2 separate regions of the Mus musculus genome follow, and region 1 is linked to region 2. The links are chromatin contacts, called in public promoter capture Hi-C maps. All regions are on one chromosome and are shown on one strand. Each heading gives the region's core, a stretch centred on a gene start, on an enhancer-like site or on the middle of the called end of the contact. The rest is flanking DNA. Distances are from core to core; before and after follow the strand shown. Region 1 holds the start of Gaa (glucosidase, alpha, acid). Region 2 holds the start of Snhg20 (small nucleolar RNA host gene 20).

Evidence for each region. Promoter capture Hi-C pulls out the DNA fragments that hold promoters and counts their contacts.
Region 1: a promoter capture Hi-C map of liver shows a contact between it and region 2, with 2.7 times the contacts expected there. The contact joins the promoter of Gaa here to the promoter of Snhg20 in region 2. A contact is called at or near these places in 3 of 39 promoter capture datasets (liver and pre-B cells).

Annotation. Positions count from the first base shown.
Region 1 is chr11:119,265,860-119,270,912 of GRCm38.p6, forward strand. Gaa (glucosidase, alpha, acid) reads left to right here and starts at 2,104. Exons shown (of 20, transcript NM_008064.4): 1 at 2,104-2,363; 2 at 4,229-4,819. The coding sequence starts at 4,274.
Region 2 is chr11:117,073,348-117,078,069 of GRCm38.p6, forward strand. It overlaps Snhg20 (small nucleolar RNA host gene 20), which reads left to right and starts at 3,436. Exons shown (of 2, transcript NR_027059.1): 1 at 3,436-3,855. Mir6516 (microRNA 6516) reads left to right here and starts at 4,001; the gene lies at 4,001-4,110.

The DNA.
Region 1 (5,053 bases), core at 854-3,353, 2.2 Mb after region 2:
TCCCTCCACAAACACACACACACACACACACACACACACACACCCTGCTCCAACACAAGAGCTCCACTCACCCGCCTACCCCGCCCTGGACACACCCACCGAAACGTGGCCTTCTCCAGTACTTGCTGTTTAGAAATGAAAGCTAGCCTGGAGAGATGGCTCAGTGGTTAAGGGCACTGATTGCTCTTCCAGGTTCCCTGAGTTCAATTCCCAGCAATCACATGGTGGCTCACAACCATCTGTAATGGAATCTGGTGCCCTCTTCTGACGTGCAGGAAGAACACTGTTCATAGTAAATAAATTTTTTTAAAAAAAGAAAGGAGCGACGGAGGGAGGGAGGGGGGGAGGGAGGATGGAAGGAAGGAAGGAAGGAAGGAAGGAAGGAAGGAAGGAAGGAAGGAAGAAAGGAAGGAAGGAAGGAAGGTGAAAGCAGCAGCTGTTTCAGTAGTGCACCTGTAAGCTCTGGCTGGGCTTGTTTTAGAGTTTTCTGATCGTCTGACAGCCCTAGGGAACTAGGCTCAGCCGCCTGTCTCCAGTACCAATTAAAGAGACAACAGTGAACAGCAGAGAAAGGGGGTTTAGTTGGTGTGGCCACTTTGGGAGGTAAAACAGATGGGAATGGAACAAATTGGGGGCGGGGGTGTGTCCTGGTGTGAGCTCTAACTCTGAATAGGGCAGAAGAGCTGTGTAGCCAAGCATGCTTGGTCACGGGACGCTCCTGTCTGTTAGGAGACCTCTGCAGAGCAGGGGTTTCCCTGTCGGACCCCAGAATAGGCACAAGCCACCAGGAACAAAGGTGAAGAACAGCAGCAAATGACTCGGCAGGTGTAAGGGGGGATGGGCGGGCCCAAGACAGGGTCTCTGTGTACCGTTGGCTATCCTGGAACTCACTCTGTATGTACACCAGGCTGTCCTGAAAATCAGAGCTCCACTTGCTTCTGCCTCACAGTGCTGGGATCAAAGGCGTGTGCTGCCATTGTTGGCTGCTGGTGTCATTTTTAAGAAGAGAGAAGGGGCCGGGCGTGGTGGCGCACGCCTTTAATCCCAGCACCCGGGAGGCAGAGGCAGGCGGATTTCTGAGTTCGAGGCCAGCCTGGTCTACACAGAGAAACCCTGTCTCAAAAAACCACACAAAAAAAAAAAAAAAAAAAAAAGAAGAGAGAAGGGGAGGCCTGTGTTAGGATGGGCTAGCATGCGGTGGTAAGGTTTGGTTTGGTGTATTAATTACATGAACCAAAGGGGGCTTCGGATTGCTGGACTTCAATACTTTAACAGCTGGCCCCTGGCAGTCAGCCTTAGGCGGAGGAAGTGGCCAAATAAGGGAAGAGACCTTGATGGCTAGCTTTAGGAATGTAATCTAATGTTTGTTTGTTTTGTTTTGTTTTGTTTTTCTTTAGCAAGGCAGAGGGAATGGGCACAAGGGAAAGATTGCCAGAGCCAAGCTCAGCACATTCAAGCTGGCCAGAGTCCATCCACCTTCCCTCGCTGGCCAGTCCTCTTGGCTCTCATTATCCTGCCTGCACACACTGTGCTCCGACAAGCTGCCAGAGCTGAGGACACCGTCTTCTCAGGCCTTTCTCCTCTCCCAGCATGGGATGGGGAGGGGGGCGTTGAATTTCTTGGTGTACATTGTTTCAAAAGTTTGACAGCCAGAGGCACAAATGCCCCTCCACCCCCCAGTGGTCCCAGCAGTACAGGAGAGTCAGGGCCTTGCACATGGTAGGCCAGTGCTCTACCCCTATCTACATCCGGCCTGCCAACTTTGGTTTTTGAAACAGAGTTTCACCAGGTGTCGTATGCTGGCCTCAAATTGTCAATCTTTCTTGCTGCTGCTTCCCGAGTGCTGGGATCACATGCCTGCACTACTACCCCGGGCTTCTGGCTCAATGTATGACCTGCATCATACTTATATCAAATGCCCCGGATCATTTACTGTTTCACCATCGTAGGTTTTCTGTGCGATCACGTGTTTGACTCTGACTCCAGGTCTGGGCTGGTTTAATCTACTGGAGCTTTTGCAACGCGATGACGTCCTATGGCTGCCATTCCAACACCTGCGCTCACTGTCGCCCTCAGCCACTAGGGGGCGCAGCGATAACACTCACACGGACTCCGCCGCCTACGCAGGAGGTCGTGTGACGAGGTCCGCGCGGACGAGCCCCGCCCACAGACCACGTGACCCACGCTGCCCGCTGAGCCTGGGGGTCTTCGGCCTGGAGGGTGATTGCGCAGGTGAGCTGGGCGAGCTGGTGAAGGCTGTCTCCGGCCCCAGAGCCTCCGGAGGAGCGGCCTCCTCCAGGCAGGCAGGGCCGACTGTCAGCGAGTTCCTGCTTTGGAGAATCGAGCAGAGACACGCGGCATAGGTGAGACCCCCGACCCAGGCAGCCACGGACGGTGACCTTAGTAAGACAGCAGGCTCCGGTAAAGTCCGGGATTCTAGTTCGTGCCCGCAGTACCAGGCGGGCAAAGCTCTGTGTGTATGTGACGCAGGGGGAAACTGAGGCACAGAGAAACCGAGAACCTTCACTTTGACCTCCCGTGTCTGACAGGTTGGATTTGGACACGCCTGTGCCTGGTGACGCAGCGATCCAGCTGCTTTCCAGAAAGCAAGCTTGAGGTCACCAGGTCAGCCGTGGCCTCTGAGTTCAGTTCCTTCCCATGTTTTTTTCTCTAAATTGTGGCTGAGAGAACGGGCCTCAGCTGCCTGCTCCCAGTTTCTGGGACTTTGTTCTAATGCGTGTGTTTCTGAGTTGCGCCCTGCGGCCTCCTTGGAGGGTCCTGGAAAATGCAGATTCCCACCCTGCCCCGCAGAATTTGAGCCTGCGAGTGTCCTTAGATGCTGAATCATGGTCAGTGTCACTTACGTCTGGAAGGGCCAGGTGGAGCTGGGCCTTACTCGGCAGTAAAGACAAAATGGGTCTCTGGTCTTCGAGCCAGATCCACACACTGGATCTTTCTGTGGCTCATTATGGTGGCTCATTATGGCCGCTGGGCACCTGAAAGACCAAGGCGTGATTGGAGGGTAGGAAACTGCAGCCTACGCAAGCACTCCAACTCCCTCAAGATGCTGGAGAATCACTCACCATGGTAACGGATTTCAGTCATGCCTACGTAACCGAAGGCCCACAGAACTGAACAGAGCTGGCTGTGGTCTCCAATGCCAGAAAGCCCAGCGTGTAGGAGATGGTGGCAGGGACCCAAGCCATCCCTGGCTTCATAGCAAGTTAAGGCAAGCCTGGGCTACTGCAGACCCTGTCTCAACATGGCAGCCACGTGGGTTCAGAGACCATCCCAGTTGATCAACACATTTGAGTGTTGGGAGCCTGGGAGCCACTCCCAACCGTTCTCCACCCATTTCTTCATTCTGGCTGTTCTTGAGTTACAGCTTTCAAAACCAACCAACCAGTAAATATAAGTGAAGTGCTTTTCTGAGTTCTGTGAGATAGTCTAGTGAATTGCCAAACTTGGTGCATGGTGTAGGGGTCCTCGGAACCACCATGGTCTATAGGCAGTCCATCAGAGAGGTATGGCGGCAACCTGGGGCTTACTGGCATCTAGGCGTGGCAGAGCCCCAGCCGGGTCATAGTTAACAACCCCCTCCTGGACTGGAAAACTGGGGAGCCACTAGCCGGAGAAAGTCACAGGAATTGTGGGTAAACACTGCCAACCAGAAGCACCCTGACTCACCAATGGCCACAGTTGGTCCCCAAGTGCTAATCAGTATTCACAGCTGCCTCTTCTGCAGCCGGGCCATCTCCTGAGTGTGTCTGGTGACCCTGAGAACCGTCCTCTGTGCTGAGCCCCACCACATGGAGAAGTCACCCCAGCCTTCTACCCAAGCCCCATTTCCAGAAGGCCCACACTCCTGCAGCTAGTGAACCCTGTGGCCCAGTCCTGGGCTCTTCACTCCCAACTTCCTCCCCTTGGGGTAGGACTTGGGTGTGGTGGCTCTTCCACCTTCCCACTCACCCTTTTCTCTTACACAGAAGGCCCTGCGATAAAGTCCTGGCTCCCTCACATCTGTCTGTACCTGTGTTGTGGGCCCATGTCTGCAGAGACACCCTCTGCCTCTGAGGAGTCTCCCATTGTCTCCTGTACCTGGCTTCTGTCTTCCCTTCCGTTGCTCTGGGGAAGATGCTCTGGCTGCCTCCTTCCACCTCCTGGCAGTGTGTGTGGGTGTTGTGTGAGAAACCCCACCCACACTGATACTGGCTCCTCCTCTCCTCAGGCCTTCAGAAGTATTCATGCTGCCCCGAACCAACAGGCTTTCACCATGAATATACGGAAGCCCCTCTGTTCGAACTCCGTGGTTGGGGCCTGCACCCTTATCTCTCTGACTACAGCGGTCATCCTGGGTCATCTCATGCTTCGGGAGTTAATGCTGCTTCCCCAAGACCTTCATGAGTCCTCTTCAGGACTGTGGAAGACGTACCGACCTCACCACCAGGAAGGTTACAAGCCAGGGCCTCTGCACATCCAGGAGCAGACTGAACAGCCCAAAGAAGCACCCACACAGTGTGATGTGCCCCCCAGCAGCCGCTTTGACTGTGCCCCCGACAAAGGCATCTCACAGGAGCAATGCGAGGCCCGCGGCTGCTGCTATGTCCCAGCAGGGCAGGTGCTGAAGGAGCCGCAGATAGGGCAGCCCTGGTGTTTCTTCCCTCCCAGCTACCCAAGCTACCGTCTAGAGAACCTGAGCTCTACAGAGTCGGGGTACACAGCCACCCTGACCCGTACCAGCCCGACCTTCTTCCCAAAGGATGTGCTGACCTTACAGCTGGAGGTGCTGATGGAGACAGACAGCCGCCTCCACTTCAAGGTGGGTGTGGGCATGGGGGGCCCCTGGATCGAGCTGGGTCAGGCAGATGACTGTCACGAGGGAGGCCTGTGCAGAGACAGGCTAGGCAGAGCAGAGGGACAGGTGTGTGTGGATAGGTACACATTTCCTAAGGATATGTGCGGTATGACTGTGTGTGGACACTTCCTGGGACACCACGTGTGGGCAGAGTGGTGTTAGAGGCTCTAGAAGGCAGGAACAGGCACAGGTGGGAGA
Region 2 (4,722 bases), core at 2,186-4,685:
ATCTGTGCCTCTTAAGTAGCCATCCCTGGTCCATCTCTGTGTCCGTACTAACGTTTTTGTGAGTGAGAGGGGAAAAAAGCTTTTAGAATCTATTAACTTAGTTTCTGCCAATCTAAAAGCTAAAAATGCACCCGAGTCCTATAGGAGAGACTCCACCATCTTGTAACCGCCTTTCTTGTCTCCATCAGTGTATTTAAATTTTTCTTTTTTTAATTTTTTATGTCTAGGAATGCTTTTGCGGGCGTGTGCCCAGAGAGACCAGACGGTGGCGCTGTACTCCCACATGACTGGACTTGCAGATGTTGCTCCGCTGCTATTTGGAGCCAGGAATTGAACCCAGGTCTTCTGGAAGAACAGCCGGTGCTCTTAATGCTGAGCCGATGCTCCAGCCCTCCACTGATAGATTTTTACAAAATGCCTTGGTTTTTTTTTGTTTTTTTTTTTTTAAAGATTTATTTATTTATTATATGTAAGTTCACTGTAGCTGTCCTCAGATACTCCAGAAGAGGGCATCAGATTTTGTTACGGAAGGTTGTAAGCCACCATGTGGTTGCTGGGATTTGAACTCGGGACCTTCGGAAGAGCAGTTGGTGCTCTTAACCACTGAGCCATCTCGCCAGCCCTAAAATGCCTTGTTTTAAGTCCTTCTTTGTTTTATTACTTTACAAACCTAAGGAAACCACTTTCATGTGGGGACAAAAAAAAGGGGGGGCGGGGAGGCCCAGGGAGAATGGGAAGGGAAAATATGCCATGTCCGGCCAGAGTGCCTGTGCTCTGGGCAGGTGGACTCAGGGAGACTGCCAGGCACTTTCCACATGGCTCCCGGTGGAGATCTAAGCCTCTGATGGGTGGAGAAGGGGCTGTCCCTGACCAGGGACCCCCGAGGCCACACCCTGTCGCCCTGGGGTTATAGGAGAGACAGGATAGGGGAAGAAGTTCCCAACACTGATCAGAGTGTGCAGCGGGTCTTGATGGAACAGAGATTTTCTATGGTTTAAGAGCTTTATTATAGAAATGCAGGGGAAAGAGAGAAGGGAGAGAGAGAGGCTAGAGAGAAAGAGAGAGAGAGGAGAAGACAAAGAGAAAGGGAAGAGGAGAGAGAAGTGAGAGGTAAGGGAACAAAGGAGTAAGAGATCAAGGTGGGGGCCTAACAGCCCCTTTTATGGTCTTCACTGTTGCTAGGTAACTGGGGAGGAGTTTAGCCTGAAGGTCAGAAGCTTGGGCCATTGCTTACACGACTACTTACCACTGACCATGCTTCTCTTGTGGAGGGTGTGGGAGGTGGTAACTTAGGCAGGAGCCAGAGTTCCAGGAGCATAAGGGAACGCCTACCATGTCATGTAGGTGAATTATGACCATCGGGGTTCAGACCTCAGCTCAACTGGATACCAGCCTGCAATTTCCCACAGACATGGACCTGAAGTAACCTGGCCCTGTGTTTCCTGAATTTTGGTCCCTCAAATTTGGCTCCAGAGCCAGGCGTGGTGGTGCATGCCTTTAATCCCAGAACTGGGGAGGCAGAGGCAGGCGGATTTCTGAGTTCGAGGCCAACCTGGTCTAGGACAGCCAGGGCTATACAGAGAAACCCCTGTCTCGAAAACAACAACAACAACAAATGGCTCCAGAATAAATTATCTCTTATTTCCTTTGGGGCAAAAGTTGTGTCTTGCGCGCGTCGGACTCGACCAGCAAGAACGACGCTGCAACAGGATCCTTCTGCACACATTTATTGGGAGAGCTTGATTGCAGAGGCGAAGAGACCCCAAGCCCAGAACTGGTGCTGCTTATATAGGCCTAGGAGAGGCGTGTCTCACACCCGGATTGGTTATGCACTACGCCTCATTTGCATGTTCCTCATCTGATTGGCTATTCTCTCTCTGTACCTCACAGAGCCTCATTATCATACCTCATTTGCATGTCTCACATCTGAGTGGTTATACTCTCAAAGCCTCATTATCATGCCCAGGCCAGGCAGTGTCTTTGCAAAAAACTTTACTGCATATGTACACATTGGTTGTTTGTCCAAACTTATGGGTGGTGGCCAGCAGTAGTCAGTGTCACTCTGCAACGGCACATGTGGCTTCCCACAGTTGTGTTTTTACATCCACAAGACTCATCTCAATAAATAAATAAAATAGCCTTCAAAGGGGGAGTCTGTATTCAGTGGTTGGATTCACATTACAGTGAAACATGCAAAAACCCTTCATTCATCTCAATGAGGTTCGTGTGTCATTTTCTTCATTTACTGAAAATACAGAGTGCACCCTCTCCTTGCCTTTCCCCGCGCCTCTAGCTGACCTGAAGATGATCTTGATTCCAGTTAGAAGGAGCCACAGCTGTAGGGGTAATGGCTGTGTGACACTTTCCCTAGGGAGATGAGACCACCTTGTTTACTAAATGACAGACCAAAGTAACAATGACACCAAATGCCCCTCCCGCCCCCATGAAGTGGCCAGTTTTCTGGGGTTACTCACAGGAGCACGGATAGCCCAAAGACACTCACATTACTAAGAGCCTAGCCCAGCATGAGTGACAGCTCAGGAGAGCTGGAAACTGGAGCTCTCTGCATGATTTGGGGCTAATTCCACAAGTTCGGAGGGTCTCTCCTCATTAAGGAGGGCGGGGCCTTGTGAATCTGGTAAGCTTTAGGAATTTTTTGAGACTTGTCACTTATTTTCCGAGTCTTAGAGTCTTAAGGACTATCCGGATCGCACTTTCTCAAGCTTCCCTCCGGGTGAGATGTTTCGGAGGAAATTACTACATAGCACCGACTTGGCCCTGGCATTATTGATCAATTTTTTTTCGTGGGATTTCCCATTGGCCCCTGGGATACCTTGGGATGATTGAAACCTGGACCTGCATGCAGGACTTGGATGCCACTTTGGAGGTTGGAGGTCTTAGCCCAGAGATGCCACATCACAGATCTAACTAACCCTTTGCTGGACCACGGTGTCATGTTCCTCGGGAGGTCTCTGCTGAAGGCATGATTCTAGATACAGTCCTGCGGCGGTCAGGTCAGAGGTGCGATTTTGGGAAGCCTTTGGATCAAGAGGGTGCTGACGTCAACGGGTATCAGTTGATACCACCTATGGGTTTATACTGTGATGGAAGGTCACACACAGGTTTGCAACAGAACCAGCTGGGTTTCAACTGCCTTTGCCACAACAGGGCTGACTGGGCTCGGGAAAGTCAACTTTTTGGTCTGCACAGGGCTGCGTGATTGATAAAGGGTCAGTGGCTAGGCTAGCTCCTGCCGCCCAAGAGTAGGGAGTCCCTCCCGCTTGCGCCCCTGTAGACGAGGTCCCACCGCCGCGTGGAACTCTGGCCGCTCTAACCGCGTCTAGAACGCGGCCCCTTTAAGGCCGACCTGGATGACCCGAAGGCCAGAGCGACCTTCTAGCGGCCGTCTCGATGGTAAATCTTCAGTTCCGGCCGGAAGTGCATTTGCAGAGCTGGTTCCGCCGGGGAGGAGAACTCGCGTGCTCCGTGCAGAGGGGATGCATCCTGCGCAGCGTGGCTCGGGGGCGCCGTGGAGCCTCCCGAAGGCGATCGTGGGATTCAGAAACCTCTCCCGGGACTCCCATGGGAGGAGGCTGACCCCGGGCCGGCACGCGATCGCGGGATGGGCTGGAGTTGTAGGAAGGCCCTAGGCCCGGGCCGCCATCGGCGGGGCACTGGCTGCTTCTGTGTTGCAGGCGCCGCACGGGTTCGTCCGCTTACACAGAATTGTATTAAATTGTCTTTTTATTTCCCCACCCAGGAAATGAACCACATCCCCCAACGACTAGACGGAAGCACGCACAAGCTCCTTCCTCCCGAGGAGCGTTTCCAGTGACTTGAGCTTGGTTGGCCCAGGTATGTCAATCCTTGGGGGTGGGACGGTGACCTGAGGCCGACGGTCTGGGAAAAGGCTCCTGTGTGGCTGTACCCGCCCGAGGTGGGTGCAGCCCCGTACCAGACAGCCCGACCTTGACCTAAAGTAAAATCCCAGAGGAGGAGGAACCTCTTCCCTGGGGTTAGAATTTGCAGTAACAGGTGTGGACATCCTAGCAGCAGTTTGGTGGTCATGTATGATACTGCAAACAGGAGCCCTGCTGAAGCTGTGGGGACTGAGCACAGTCCTCCAAAAGCAAATATTTGACCATTACTCAAGCCCCTCACTTTAGATAAAAAAGAGAAAAAAGACGTATTCATTATTTTATTTTATTTTAGAGTGTGGATGTTTGCCTGGTGCCCCCAAGGGGTCACAAGAGGGTACCAGATTTCCCAGAAGTGGCATTATAGAGTATTGTCAGCCCCGGTGTGGATGCTGGGAACTGAACCCAGGTCCTTTAAGAGGGCAACAAGTGTTCAGCTTCAATGCTGAGCCATCTCTCCAGCAACTGCACCACCCCGCTCTGAGATAGGGTCTCACTTAGCCCAGGCTGGCCTTTACTCATTAAGTAGCTGAGGGCAGCCTTTGAACTTCTAATCCTCCTTCCTCTGCCTCTGGTAGCCGCCTGGATGACCGGCATCCTCGAGCACACGTGGTTTATGGGATGTACGGATAAAGCTCAAGGCTATATGCATGCTAGGAAGTCTTCTACTCCTGGGTGTCTGTCCCACCCACGTGGAGCTTAAACAAAGATGCATACAGTTGTGACTCCAGACGTCACTGGACAAGACACCAGTACAACCCAAACAAACAGAAATCGTTCCCCAGGACTCACCTGAGCGACCGTG